Linked DNA regions of Mus musculus: all the other regions are linked to region 1. A link is a contact called in public HiChIP or PLAC-seq data. All regions are on one chromosome and are shown on one strand. The core of a region is the stretch at or near the end of the contact, and the rest is flanking DNA. Distances in the headings are between cores, read along the strand shown. Region 1 has its middle 54 kb from the start of Runx3. Region 2 has its middle 29 kb from the start of Gm42327. Region 3 has its middle 8.3 kb from the start of Gm16225.

Region 1 (4,725 bases), core at 1,152-3,651:
AACTCAATCTCAGGAAGAGAGACATCGCCTGACTTCTCTCATTTGTGAGCCCTCGATTTTTGTTTAGATGCAGGCACATATGCGCAGATGATATGCAAAGAGAAATGAAACTCTGAGGGTGGGGAGATGACAAAAGAGACTAGGGGGAAGGGAAAGGCCATGGAGGTAGGGTGGTAGGGTTTGGGTATGCTCAAATTTATACACACACACACACATACACACACACACACGCACACACACACACACACACACATATTGGCCTATACACATACACACACATATATGTGTGGCCTATATAAATGGCATATATTTTTATATAATATACATTATATATTGTATATATGGCCTATATAAATGACATACGTATAATATATATATTGTATATATGGCCTATATAAATGGCATGTATATACATACACACATACATATATAGTCTACTTTGGTCAGGTTGATTAAAGTCAGTGGAAGGGGGCAGTGATGAGCAAGGGAGGGCTCTAGAAAGAGCTGGGAGGGTAGATGGGAGAAGGAAAGAATTTAGATATGAAGCAGGAGGGGGGACTATTGGAGAGCAGGAGGGTACAGGGACTACTGTATTCACATCATCTTTACAGCTCTGCTGTCTGCAGCACTCAAATACTAGAGACAGCTCCCACGGCCTTCAGACTAGGGGATAAGCTGGCATGGAGGTCTGTATAATGAGCCCGGAAAAGGCACGAGGTAGTGATAGATGGCACAGTATGGATGAACCAAAGAACTGCTCCGCAGTACAAGCTAGACTCCAATGGTCATTCTGTAGGGTACCCCTTATTCCAAGTGTCCTTACTGGAGTACTGGGGATATAGGACCAGGGAGTTTGTTGGCCAGTCAGTCTAGCAAATACATTGAACTGTATGCTGATCTGTGGAGACAATCTGACCTCTGCATGTGCACGTACTTAGGAGAACACACACAAATACGGGGGTGGGGAGGAGAGAGAGAGAGAGAACGAGAACTATCTAAAGCAGACAACAGCAAAGGTCCAAACCAACTGAAAACCAGGAAAGCCAGACCGGCATGAAAGTCTCATGGGCTCCAGCCTGCACCTGTGTAATGAAGTCCCGGGCAACAGGGCAGGAGCTGCACTTGATGAATAGTGCCCGAGATCTCTCTAAAAACTGAATAAAGGAATCAACCTCAAATCTATGAAACTTCTCTAAAGTCCATGCAGAATAAAAACAAATTCAACACACCTAAACATATCATGGTGAAACTGCCCACCCTTTAAAGCAGTCTGAAGTCGGCCCGAGAAGCGGACGGAGCAGAGCCAGTGAGGGGACCACAGGGAAACCAGGGTGGCCTTGCAACTGGGGGACAGGGCATCTTTAATGAGGGAAGTCTGCCCTATAAATTTCCATAATCCGGGAAGATACCTTCCACTTGGAGGGCAAACGGGCAGAATAGGGCTCTAATTCTTTTGTAAGGCAGAAATGGGGCTTGTGATGGGGATCCCGTGGTGCACTGGTTGCCTGGCAAGCCTGAAGCCCTGGGTTCAATCCTGCTACTGTGTGGATCTGTAACCTCAGCTCTAAGGAGGTAAACACAGGACGGTACGAAGCTCAGGGTCATCTTTGGCTAGATAGTGAGTTCAAAGCCAGCCTGGGATATAATACCCGGTCTCAAAAAAAAAATTTTTTTTGTTGTTGTTGTTCCAAAGAAAAGAGGTGGGGAGAGAAAGAGAGGACAGAGTTAAATAGCAACCAAATAGACCTAACTGATTTATGAGAAATACTACATTCGACAGCTTCAGGGAAGGTTGAAGGGCCCATGGAGCAGAGTCTAGCAAAGCAGAGCAGGTACTCTGGTCTGTAATTCAGTCCCTAGGACAATCCCCTCTCAGGCACCACTGCCAAGCTTCCTGGCCACACACTGCCATTTCAACACCTTCATTTAACAAACGTGTGAATAGTACATTAGCAACTATTCTGAATGCCATACCATATTAGAGCTCTTTTATGGTCCTTATATAGAAAGTTCCCATTTCTGGATAAGGAAACTCAACCCCAGGGGTGTAAGACATTTGTTTGGTACACAGCTAGGAAACCACAGTTCCGAAGATGGACTGTAGCGGCATGAAGTCTGTAATCTTTAGAAGCCTGACTCCTTTTCTCATTAAGGTTGGCAACCAAACTAATTAGATTGTCAGGAAAACTGAGGCCCGTCTAGGGCGCACCCGACACTGGGTTTGTTCTCTGGGGGCACGTCTCTGGCAACAAACACAAGTTAAGAAGCCCAGACAAGTTGTGCACACCTGCTTTAATACTTCGTGGCAAGAGGCCAGGTGGACCCTGCTCTGAAAGCCTTGGCTGTCACCAGACGGGCGAAGGCTTTCTCCAAACAGCCGGCAGAGGGCGCAGGCGACCCTCTCTCAGGCGCCACTTCTGCAAACCGCGCGGGGCCAGCTGCAGGACGCCGGCAGTTTGGGGAGTTGTCAGTTCAGATCCGCAGCGTCGCCGGCTTCCTTCCTCTTTATCAGATCTGTCAGGGCCGCGGCGTGTCGTGAAGGCACCTCCGGCCTCCTTCCCTCCTTCCTGTGGCGAACGGACGCAGCCATCTAGCGAGCGAGCGACACTTCGCACCCTGACACTTCGCACCCCGGGGGCCAGGCGGGGCAGGGGGAGGAGCGACACCTGCTGCAAGATCGGTTCACGCGTGGGCCCTTTGCGCCTCTGCACCCTCTTCTCGCCTGTGCCCGGCACACTGCCAGGTTTGCGTGGCAGCTAGGTCGAGGTGGAGAGAAGGCGCTGCTGCCATCTTTCTAGGGGTCCCTGGACCCCGGTGGCTCCCAGCACGGTGCATGCATGGCTGTGGCCTGAGCCATACTGAGCGGTAGGTAGGTGCCACCTAAAAGAAAGAGGTGACAGTGCACGAAATATCTCTAAAGATCGGTGACATTATCTTCATAAAAAGTATCTTAGGGTCTAATAGAACGTGTCACTAGGTCTGCACTCAGAAGGGCCATTGGAGAGGAGGAAGGAGGAGTGGGGGAGGGGTGGAGTATCTTGAAGCACCTAGGACAACAGTCCTAAGCAAGAGTCCCCTTACTCTCTGACTCCCTCCCTAAACAAGAGCAAACTATTTGTAAATAAGACCGGCCCCAAACTCACAGAGATCCTCCTGCCTCTGTCTCCTGAGTGCTGGAATTAAAGGCATGTGTCACCATGCCAGGCTAGAGCAAACTATTTTCATTCAACTAGCTTTAACAGAAAAGTAACCTGCTTCCTCCCTTCCTTCTTTCCTCCCTCCCTCTCCCTCTTTTTCTCCCTCTTTTTTTTTTCTCCCTCTGTTCCCTCCTCCATTCCTCCTTTAGTGCCTAGTTAGATGCTGTCATCTCCCATGTTAGCAGGGGCTGGCCAGATTGACTTTTGGCCCAGCAGTGGGGCAGCCCAGATCTTACCAAGGGGATATTCAGCAGTCTCTCCGGGGATGCTAGGAGAGTCCAGCGGTCCCAGGGACACCTGCTGCGCTGCGTGCTCTGGCTCAGTGGGGTGTGGAAGAGGCTGGTCCTGTTCAGTCCGACAGGGATTTTAGGTCTGGGGAAAGCAGGAGGATTAGAGGAGGCTTGGGACACCTGAATCCCAGCACTTGGAGGTTGGGGGGAGAATTGGGAGGTCAATGCTGGGCAGTGGTGGCTCATGCCTTTAATCCCAGCACTTGGGAGGCAGAGGCAGGCGGATTTCTGAGTTCCAGGACAGCCTGGTCTACAGAGTGAGTTCCAGGACAGCCAGGGCTATACAGAGAAACCCTGTCTCAAAGAAACCAAAAAACAAAAACCAAAAACCAAAAACCAAAAAAAAAAAAAAAAAAAAAAAAAAAAAGCCCGAATTGGGAGGTCAGCCTCTGTTGGGCAGAAACTCCTTCAAAGCATCCAAACAATTTTGCCCCAGGCTGGGGAGATGACACAGTGGATAAAGTGCTAACAAATGGATCTGGGTAGACATGGCAACCCTGGGGAGGTGAAGACTGAGGTCTCTGGGTAAGCTGGCTAGATGACACTAGCCCTCCATCGTTAAGCCCAGGGTTTAATTGACAGAGCCTACTTTTATGAACAAGATGGAGGACAATGGAGGCAGATCTATCAACCTTGGGACGTCACAGACACGCCTACAGCCTACATATGCCCACTCGTACAGATGAGAACACACACACCCCATGACCTCACACCACATCTGTATGCTAACAGAAAAATGTTTTGCCTCCTCTTTAAAAGTTAAAAAACAAACAAACAAACAAACAAACCAAACCAAACCAAACCTGCTCCCTATTCCTACAGATCCTTCTGGGACTCAGGGGTCCCTGCAGGAACCTCGAGGTCACCTGTTTTGCAGTTTTGATCGGGAAATGTGAATAACTGTAAACACAGACCATCCCAAGTTCCCAGCCCGGGATCAGTTTTGCCACTGCCACTGGCAGTTGGTTTTTGAAGGGAAAATCCAGCAGGGCTCTGCCGTCACATTTGAACTTGACATTCTACACCTGCTTTTCCTTATCTGATGTCAAGTAGAAATCAATCATGACAGCAGGAAGCTGGATTGTCTCCAGCGTCTGTGTGACAAGGATGGCCAAGGCCGGAGTTCCTTGCCAGAGAGGGACTGCAGGGGGTTAGTGCTGATCTGGTACAAACCCTCGAGGCTCAATGGGGGCAGGATGGGGGTGGGGTGGGTGGATGGGGGCCGTAGCTATGGGGCC
Region 2 (4,725 bases), core at 1,095-3,594, 130 kb after region 1:
TGTACATGCAGACATGTATGCTGACCACAGATGGTAGAGGCCTCACAAGCCGAGCTCAGGATGACAGCTTACCCTGAGCCCATTGGCTGATCTAAACACACAAGCAAGCGGAGCCCTTGTTGTTAGCTCCCAGCCCAGAGGGAAGGTCACTGTGTGCTTGTTGAAATCATGGTGGCTCCTCACATGAGAGTCCTCACAGTGACTTTCTTATGTCAGGGAGTCTCTGTGCAGATGAGGAATGTGTTTTTGAAGGCCCAGCAGGTCAGTTGCAGGTGCGGGAACAGGCTCTCTGTTCCTGGGCAGTAGCCACTGTCCACTTGGCCCCAAAGCAGGCTAGGGAGGTGCCTCCCCTAGAGACTGGCAGAAGCTGGGTTGTTCCCATTAGCTGGCTGACTGATACTGTCTAACCACCCCCTGTACCTGCTCCCTGACTCATGCAGTTAGCCACTCTCTGCACCTACTGCCTCTTGTGTAGAAGATAGCATGACATCTCTAAAGACAGTGCCCCCACCCCCGACACCAGGCAGAGGCAGAGGGTGTACCCCTGGTTTTGGCACCCTGAGCTACTAGGCAATCTGTCACAAGTTGACAGAGCCTGGGTTCAGCTGGATGCTGCACTGGGCACACAAGCAACCCAACCCATGAGCTCCGTGTTGTTCCCCAAGTGACATAGAGAAACGTCACCAAGTGCTTCCACGCCCCAAAATAGCTGGGGTCATTGAGAGAGAAAGAGAGAGACAGAGACAGAGAGACAGAGAGAGTGAGTGCCAGAGAGAGTGAGAGAGATAGACAGACACAAAAACAGAGAGGCAGACAAATAGACAGAGGTGAGAGGGAGCAAACATGGGAGACTGTTGCATTTGAATGCCTCCCTTTGCCCCATGATAACCAGGTTCCTACTTTTGGCCTGTAGCCTGAGGAGACGGGGATCTGCTAGCCTGGACCACAGGGATGCCACACAGTGCCAGCAGTGTCCTGAGCACAGTGTCACAAGTGCTCCGTGGTGGCTTAGCAGATGGCCACTACTCATCTGTCCTGTGGGACAGCAGAAATGCGCAGGCTTCATCCACACTGTCCCTCGACCATGTGCCACCTCTGAAGGCCTCCTGTATGGGGCCCTGTGTGTGTGTGTGGGGGGGGAGGGCAGCAGGAGAGCTGGTGTCCCTGAGCTGCTGACTGACAGCCACCAACAGTCACCCACCTCAACCTCTCACAGCCCACTGGAGCCTCGGGAGCTGTCCGGTAACTTGAGGAACTGTATAAGGTGGAGGAGGCTGGGCCTCCTTACTCTGGACTGTTCTTCCAAACCTAGAGGCCCAAATAGGTAGCACAAAAATCTGGGCTCAGCCTGGCTCCTGCTGAGAATATATATTATACATTATATCATATATTATATATTTTACTTTATTATATTACATGTTACACATTATTATACATGATACATGATTATACGTGATATATCATATAGCACACATGACATATTACATATTAAATACCATATTATAAATTACATGTTATACATTATATATTTATATTATGTTTTAATCTCTCAGGTATGATAATATCTTCTTAATCTAGAGTCTGTCTCCCACAAGGGATTCAGTTTGTTTGTTGAGTGAATGCTTGACACCTATGCACTGGTCAGGACATAGAATCACACAGTAGTCTACCTAGATCCCCACTGGCATGCTGTGTGACTGGGCAAGTCATGGCCTGCTGTGAATCCTGACTCAGATGGTCACCAAGGCCTGCACTGGTGAGCTGCTGACAGCCCTTAGGGGCTTTGTAATCTTCCTGACTGGGAGGGCACATGACTGTTCTCCCACATATCTGAGGGCCTGTCTGTCCTCTGAGACCTGATGACCCTAGCTGCCCCGACACTCAAGACATTTATTCACACCCACAGGGAAGGGCTTTTGCCAGCCTGCGGTGGCCCCAGCCTGAAGCCTGGGCTGTGGGAGGAGCAGGAGAAAAGCTTCGCCCAGCGCTGTGGATGAGGGACGGGTGCGCATCTCCTGTTTCTTAGAACCATGCGCAGCTGGGGTGAGCTCATTTACGGGAAAGGGAGATGGGGGGCTCTATTCACACCCAGCCCTGCTGGGGGGCAGCAAGTGCGTCAGCCGCCCAGCTTCGAGCCTGCCTCCGGAAACGCCGCCCAGGGAGCAGTCACGAATGGGCTGGGTGAGGGGGGAGCTGAGCCTGGTGTGTGTGTGTGTGTGTGTGTGTGTGTGTGTGTGTGTGTGTGTGTGTGTGTGTGTCAGGTGACAACCAGAAGGCCCAGCAAGGCCTGAAGGCTGCTTATGGTGCACAGAGAGGTCAACTTCCCCCTTTCCGGAGTCACCCCACTCCTGCTGCTGGCTGGAGGTCTGTCCAGCTGTCTATGTGTCCAGCTGCTGCCTCCAGGTTTCTACACATCTGCACGGTCCCCAGGAGGTTGCGTTCCAGTCTACACAAGTTATTGGGCTTGATGGTCAGGACAGGGTCTAAAGTGAGACCCTGGTGGACTGGCAAAGCGCCCTGGCTCCCCACTCCACCCACCACCTCCTCCAAGGCTTGGTGCAGCTATTTAAAGCCAGCGGTGGCCCGTGGGAAACTTCTTCAGATGTGTGGTTTTGTCTTCTCTAGCTAGTGCAAGGGCCCGCTCGCTCGCTCACTCGCTCGCTCTCGAGGCGGGTGACTCACTGGCAGTGAGAAAAGCCTTTTTGTTGTTTGATGCCTGCCGGAGGCTCTACTGCTTGAGAACCAAGCCTGCTGGGGCCTTCCCCTACAGGGACTCCTGAAAGGCTTGGGGAGTGCCCAGAGTGGCTCCTTTGTCCCACGGGAGCCCTGGGCTCCCGGTGCTCAAGGGCTTGGCTGTTCTGCCCAAGCTGGAACCACTGTCTGTTCGGGGAGTGGGGGTGAAACACAGCCTCACACTTCATCTCCAGGAAGCCCCCCTCAACCTCTCCAGGACTTCAGGCAATCTCCACATTCCTGACTTTGGGTTCAGATGTGTGGATATGTATGCGGATCATCTGGGAGCACCTGGCATACAGCTGGTGCTCAATAAAAGCTTTGGGGATTAGAGAGGCGGATGAGATTTAATGAGTGTTTACTTTGTGTAGAACATGTCATGGGACTAATCCCACTGAGGGGCTGTGGGTGAAGCCCAGTGGTACATAAGGCCTTGGGTTCCATCCACAGCACCACAAAAACAAACAAACAAACAAACAAACAAACCTCCCCCCAAACTTCCTGCCTGTGAAGAGTTCCACTGGACAGGTCCACGGAACAGTCTTAGACATCTTCCGTTTTATATTTGAGGACACTGAGGCAGTGTATATTTTCTTATAGTGAGGAACATCATAGCAGGACTTGAACCCAGGACAGGCAGTCAGGCTAGCCATGCACTCGGAGCCTCCATGTAAGTTTCTTCCACTCTGGATCCTCCCCACCTCATTTGTATGTCCCCAAGTTTGAGACCTCAAGAATTCACTTCCCCTGGCAGGTGCCTGCTCTTCTCTGCATGCCCACTGCTATCACTACCATAGAAGTTCACACATTTCTGCCCGGGTCCCTGACCCAACCGAAATGTTTTCAGAATAGAAACCAGCCCTGCCTCCCTCCCGCCCCCAAGTGTCCCAAGCACCTGGGCAAACACAATAGCTAGCACCCAAGATTGTAGGCTGAGCAGGTCCCACCAGAAAAGTAACCAGAGGGTGGTCTCAGGGACATTTTCTAGAAACTTCTCTGTCACAATACAGACATCCCTGTGGTCACCGTCAAGGGAATCAGTCTGCTGACTGGTAAGGATTTTAAGGTGACAGCAAAGACCCAGAGGAGCTTTTCAGAGGACCTGCTTCTCTGGACAGCAGGTAACCACCGTTCTATGGACTCAGAGGTGTTGCCAACATTATAGCCCCAGAGCATCATGGGAACATGGGGGAGGGGACTCTGGGCTCTGCTGTGCTTAGCCATTGGCAATGGATAGGGCTAGTGTGGCCCTGAGAAAGGCATACTGAGCTCCATTCTTGAGGGTCAAGGGGTCACCAGGGCCAGAGCAGGACAGTGCTCACCCCAGAGTGGCAGGGGAGTCATGGAGAGGTTCCAGGGAAGTGGTGACCTAGTGAGTCTTGGGCCTGAGATTGAGACTGAGGCAGCAGAGGTTGAGGGTGGGCCATAGCCGTAGAGTTGGTGCACGGCAGGATTCCAGCCCTGAGTGGCTGCTTCTTTGGTGCCAACCCTGAGAGCGTTCTCATTGCTCTTCTTGTCGCTCTACTGAAACCCCTGGCAAGCCATCCAAGGTGACAGCGGTTTGCTCTGGCTCATGGCATCTGTGGGTTTCCATCTATCATGTCAGGGGAAGACGTGGTGGCTGGGGCAGTTCACTCCAAGATGCAGGAGCTCGTGGATCCAGAAGATCTTATCTTCTAGCCTGCCTCACCACCTCCTAAAACATAGCCACCAGCTGCAGACCAACACATGATCCTGTGAGAGACGGTTCACATTCACACGGCAACATTCCAGCCACGGCCCCAGAGGGTCACAGCCATCGCAGAATGCAAAACACACCCAGTCTGGCATTTACTATCTTAGAGCCTTCGAAGTCCCAACACAATTCATAAGACCACAGTCTCATTGATGGACACAGATCAATATGATCCCAACCCCCCGTGAGGCCACCGAAGTCTAAAACCACTTCTGAGACTCACACTTAGCTGTAAGACCCTGCAAAATGAAAAAGCA
Region 3 (4,725 bases), core at 806-3,305, 78 kb after region 1:
TTCAGACTCTGTCTTCCTCAGGAACATTCAGGAAGTCTCTGAACAGGGTTGGGAATGACCAGGGGGAGTTCTGTGGCTGATGTGGTGCATCTGGGCCGTAGGGAAGAGGAGACATGGTCCAGGTAGGAGGTGGCTTTCATGTCACACAGACCATTTGCTAGGCACTGACCTCTTGCGGAGACTTGCTTTTGCCAACCGTGACATGGTGATAACAACGACTCTGTCCACTACGTGGATTCTCGTGGAAGATAAGTGGAAATGAGACCTGACTCCCGCAGGTGCAGCTCCCACCGTCCTTACTCTTTCCTTTGGCTTTGCTGGGAGCAGGACCCACCAAACTCTCAACATCTGGGTGCATTTGGACCTCATTCATGATGCCCGTTCAATTAGACTCAATGTGTTCATACGCATCTATAGAGGTCCCGGGAGGCCGAGTCAGGGCTGTCAGAGATCTAAGCAGGGCTGTAGCAGGCTCTCAGGGTTCCAGAAGTCCTTAACTATGAGTCTTGGGGAAGGACTGCCTCTCTTCTGGGCCTTGCTTCTCCTATCTGTAAACTGTGTGTGTGTGTGTGTGTGTGTGGGGGGGTGGATATTAGCCCCAGCAGGAGAAATACAGTTGCCTGCTGTGTACACTCCTGCGTGCTTACGCACAGTAGGTCAGCAGTTCTCTACCTGTGGGTGATGACCCCTTTAGGAGCTGCACATCAGATGTTTACATTATAATTCATAACAGTAGCAGAATTGCAGTTACGAAGTAGTATCAAAATAATTTTATGGTTGGGGGCGGGTCACCGCAATGTGGAGAACCGTGTTAAATGTCACAGCTTGAGGAAGGTTGAGAACCACTGCAGTAGTGCCACCAGAGGGGCCAGCAGTACCCACAAAAGAGACAACCAGGCCAGAGGGGGAGCAGACTGCCTCTCCCAGGGAGCTGCAGAGCCCTTGCCTCAGACACAAGCGCAGCCTGGGCATCTGCTCTATGCAAGGTTCTACCCTGACCAGGGGAGATCCTGCCGTCCCTAGCCAGCAGGCCAGAGCCACGGTGGGAAAGCAGACGGAGCTGTGAGGAGAAGCAGAGAGAGTGGGTGTCCTTCAGCCTCGGCTCCCGGGAGGCCAGGGTTCCTCTTCTGCTTCCTTTCTTTGGAAATACAAAGCAGGGTCTTCTTCCTACTGCTATAAGTAACACAGACTCCATGTTGAGAACTTCCCACAAAGCCTCTGGACTCCGATGGCTCTGCTCGCTTCCGGTGACCGGAGCTGCTGCTGGCATTTTCTTTCCTTTATTTTTTTTTGCTCGAAGATGGCCTTGCGAGGTTTCCTTCCCTTTGCCGAAGGGACTTGACTTCATGTAGGGAACGGGGCCAGGGAGATGTCAGGGTTTCCCCACGGGCCCCACTAACCCACGAGGAACTCTGCTCCCCACCTGCACATGCAGGACCTGTAATCCTTCCTAAGACACCCTGGATCTGGATCAATGCTACTTCCCAGAAGCACCTGAGGCCTCCAGCACCTGAGTGAGACCTAGAGGACATCTTCCGAGGGACAGTTCTTGGGCAGCAACCAGCACTCCCAGGTGAGGTGGGCTTGGGACGGTAAGGAAGCTCTCCTGTTCTCTGCCCCTCCCTTCATCTTCTTCCCTTTCCTTCGGGACCTTCAAGGGCCCCCTCCCAACATCTGCTGCCTCTCACATTAGCCACTCCCTCTTCTCGGCAGATGTAAAGGGGCCAGATGTTGCCCGACAGATGTTCAGGTGGGAGACAAGAAAGGACCTACATCAGTTCCGGTCCAATGGCAGTGGAGCCCTGGCAGGAGTTAAGGCTCCCCTGGACTCTCCTCGGGAAGGTGTTTGGGTGGGTGGTACTGACCGTGGCAACCTTCAAAACTGTAACTTAGACGCATCTCTCCTCTCCGCCCACACGCAAGTCTGAGCCTTGTGCCAAAAATGCCTTTCCCAGACTTAAAAGAAAACCCCAAAGAGGAACCTAAACCTCCGAGCCGCCAGCACCCATAGGCTAGGAGAGCTCTGGCTCGGTGTTCAGAGAAAAACCAGCCAGCGGAGGGGAAGTGAGGAGGGCATGGAAATGCGCATGCGTGGAACAGCAGTGCCCTCTCATCCCTCCCTCAATCACCAACCCCGCAGGTTCCCCATCCCGGACCCTCACCCCGCGCCACCGCAGCAAGGGACACTCCCTGGAACTCTCTTTAGATGCTTCAAGAGTGAGGGGTGATGACAACAGGCATCCCAATTCTTGGGAAAAAACGGCTCTTAAAAGGGTGGCCTTGAAGCGGGGTCTTGAGGAGAAAGGCAAGGCTCCTACCTTCTATTAGTTCGCAGCTTTTTTTTTTCATTTGCTGGAAGAGGAAGAATATGGATTCAGAATATTTTGTGGCACTAATGAAGGTCTTGGCCGTGTCGAGCTCTGCACTACCCTCATTCTATCCCTAGGCCTCCCAAACAGCTTGCGCTGGGTGCTGTTAATGTCTCCCATTTCACAGAGAGAACAAGCACAGAGAGGTGAGGCACTTCTCTCTAGGATGCACAGCAAAGACGTGTCTAGAGCCGGGTTTATACGGCTGAATTGTGTGCTGTGTCCTCTGCCCCACGCACCATGTGCAAAGGGCCTCGCAGTCTTTCTGAGCTGCCCAGCTCTCCCTAGAAAGGCGGGAGCCATATGCTGGAGAATGAGCAAGCCTGAGGCTTCAGACAGGAGGCCAATGTGCAGCAGACACTCTTAGCCTGTGCCGTGCACGGGGCCTTGGGGGTTAAACCACATTCCCAGCCTCAACCCCTTCTATACAACTGGTCAATTTTCCTCTTTGAAATTCCTGTTAGTTCCTCTCTCCTCTCCTCCCCCCACTCTGACTATCTCTTATTCTTCCTCTCTCCCTCTCTCTTCCTCTTTGTCTGTCTTCCTCTGTTTTTCTCTGTCTAACTCTCTCTGTCATTCTCCCTCTCTCCCCCTCTCTTTCCCCCATTCTCTGTCTGTCTCTGTTTCTGTCTCTCTCTCTGTCTCACTCTTCCTCCTCTCTCTTCCTTTCTGTCTGTCTGTCTCTCTTAGTCTGTCTGTCTCTCTTTGTCTGACTCTATCTCTGTTATTCTCCCTCTTGCCCCCTCTTTTTCCCTTTCTCTGCCTGTCTCTGTCTCTCTCTCATTTTTTGAGACAGTTTTAAATATCTCAGGCTGACTGAACTTGCCGTTAGAGGGGAGCGATGACCTTAAATGCTTGATCCCCCTGCCTCCATCTCCCGAGTGATAAGAATTATAGGCACCTTCCACTTGATGCAGTGCTGAGACTCAAACCCAGACCTCACGCACAGGAAGCAAGCACTCTACCAACTGAGCCTCCTTCCTGGCCCCAGCTCCCGCCAAACAATGGGTAAAATTGAGGGTTGAGGGAACCAAGCTGCTAAGTAGCTTCAAGCCATGAACCCTGAACTAAGTGCAAGGTGAGCAGCAACTTCCCCAGGGGTCGAGGGAAAAACTCCAAAACTGGTTCCCCTGGAGCTAAACCGAACCTTTCATAAGCCTGAGCCTCTCCTTGGGGCTCTCTTTCTTCATCTAAGAAACAAGGAGGGTGCTGTCTTCTGCCCACTCCATCTTTCTTGGGAATAACTTCTTATTGAGGTACTGGTCTCAGTTCTTGTCCTGACTGCTGAAGGCGAGACCCAGTTTGTCCTGCCCCGTCTCTCCACTCCACCATGAGTAGCATCCAGGGCTCTTCTCCAGGAGCTGCTGTTTCAAGGTCTGTGATGGTGCCCAGATAGGACACCCAAGCTTGGAAGCCTTTTTTTCCCTCTTTCCTTTCCTTCCTCCCTCCCTTCTCAGTAAATGACTCAAGCAGTCTGACAATAGCTCTGGGAACTGAGGCTCAGAGTTCCAAGGTTCTGGTTTGTTGCAGATGATCTTGGAGAGACTTCTTGGTGAGTGGGTGATGGAGATGTAGGCCAGGCTGGGATGTAGCTCAGCAAAAGCACACTTACCTAGAATGCCCAGGGCTCTAAGTTTAATACACACACACACACACACACACACACACGCTCACACTCACAGGCACATACATATGCACATGCACATAAGCACACACACAGAAACACACATGACACACTAAGCATAGGTCTGCGGATGGCACAAAACCAGACATGTACACCAATCAGAATAGAAGGGCAGCTATAGCCATGTGATTTTTGACAAAAAAGCCAAAATGCACATTGCAATAAAGGTAGCATTTTTAACAGACAATGTTAGGAAGACTGGGTTCCCCTAGGATGGAGAGCAAAGAGGGGTACTTAACCTCACCCTTCACAGGAAGAACTCCAAATGAGTCAAAGAATTTTTTTGAGGGCTTATTTACTTTTTCCTTATGTGTGAGGGTTTGCCTGCATGTATGCATGGGCACTGCATGCATGCAGTGCCCGTGGAGGTTGGAAGAGGGCGCTAGACACCCTGGAACTGGAATTTTAAACGGTTGTGAGCCTCTGTGTGCAGGCTGGGAATCAAAGCTGTGCAGTCTAGAAGATGGCTCTTAACCTCCAAGCCATCTCCCCAGCCCTGGGTCAAAGGTCTTCATGTCAGACCAGAGACTCTCTGTCGGAAGAAAACGTAAGGGAAACACTTCCAGATACAGGTTGCCTTTCTGAGTGGAATTCTCATTCAGGCAATTAAGGCCAACAACTGACAAACAGGACCTCGTGGGATGAAAGATCGAAAGGCTCCATAGAGCAAAA

What was found. HiChIP or PLAC-seq counts read pairs in DNA pulled down with a chosen protein or histone mark.
Region 2: a CTCF HiChIP or PLAC-seq map of CD8 T cells shows a contact between it and region 1, with 9 read pairs. The contact joins two enhancer-like sites. A contact is called at or near these places in 3 of 15 datasets of contacts at CTCF or cohesin (CD8 T cells, the NIH/3T3 cell line and large pre-B cells), 50 of 484 Hi-C or Micro-C datasets (3T3-L1-derived adipocytes, the 63-12 cell line, the AML12 cell line and 29 more) and 16 of 115 datasets of contacts at active chromatin or transcription factors (CD8 T cells, the HPC-7 cell line, the SCID.adh cell line and 11 more).
Region 3: an H3K27ac HiChIP or PLAC-seq map of DN3 thymocytes shows a contact between it and region 1, with 5 times the contacts expected there. The contact joins two enhancer-like sites. A contact is called at or near these places in 8 of 39 promoter capture datasets (the 3T3-L1 cell line, embryonic stem cells, hematopoietic stem and progenitor cells and 5 more), 3 of 15 datasets of contacts at CTCF or cohesin (CD8 T cells, the NIH/3T3 cell line and large pre-B cells), 4 of 484 Hi-C or Micro-C datasets (the G1E-ER4 cell line, natural killer cells and palatal mesenchyme), 8 of 115 datasets of contacts at active chromatin or transcription factors (CD8 T cells, DN3 thymocytes, the SCID.adh cell line and 5 more) and 5 of 9 other capture datasets (adipose tissue, embryonic stem cells, liver and 2 more).

What each region holds. Positions count from the first base shown.
Region 1 is chr4:135,204,182-135,208,906 of GRCm38.p6, reverse strand. No RefSeq gene overlaps it. Among named protein-coding and RNA genes, the nearest start is that of Runx3, 54 kb to the right of the region's middle. Within about 2 kb of position 2,401, at least 117 of the 459 cell types and tissues checked have an H3K27ac peak or open chromatin away from gene starts, as enhancers often do. A contact at or near this core is called in CD8 T cells, DN3 thymocytes, the HPC-7 cell line and 11 more, where this site is marked.
Region 2 is chr4:135,077,965-135,082,689 of GRCm38.p6, reverse strand. No RefSeq gene overlaps it. Among named protein-coding and RNA genes, the nearest start is that of Gm42327, 29 kb to the right of the region's middle. Within about 2 kb of position 2,344, at least 108 of the 459 cell types and tissues checked have an H3K27ac peak or open chromatin away from gene starts, as enhancers often do. A contact at or near this core is called in CD8 T cells, the HPC-7 cell line, the P5424 cell line and 10 more, where this site is marked.
Region 3 is chr4:135,126,296-135,131,020 of GRCm38.p6, reverse strand. It overlaps a transcript of Runx3 not described here. Among named protein-coding and RNA genes, the nearest start is that of Gm16225, 8.3 kb to the right of the region's middle. Within about 2 kb of position 2,055, at least 98 of the 459 cell types and tissues checked have an H3K27ac peak or open chromatin away from gene starts, as enhancers often do. A contact at or near this core is called in CD8 T cells, DN3 thymocytes, the SCID.adh cell line and 2 more, where this site is marked.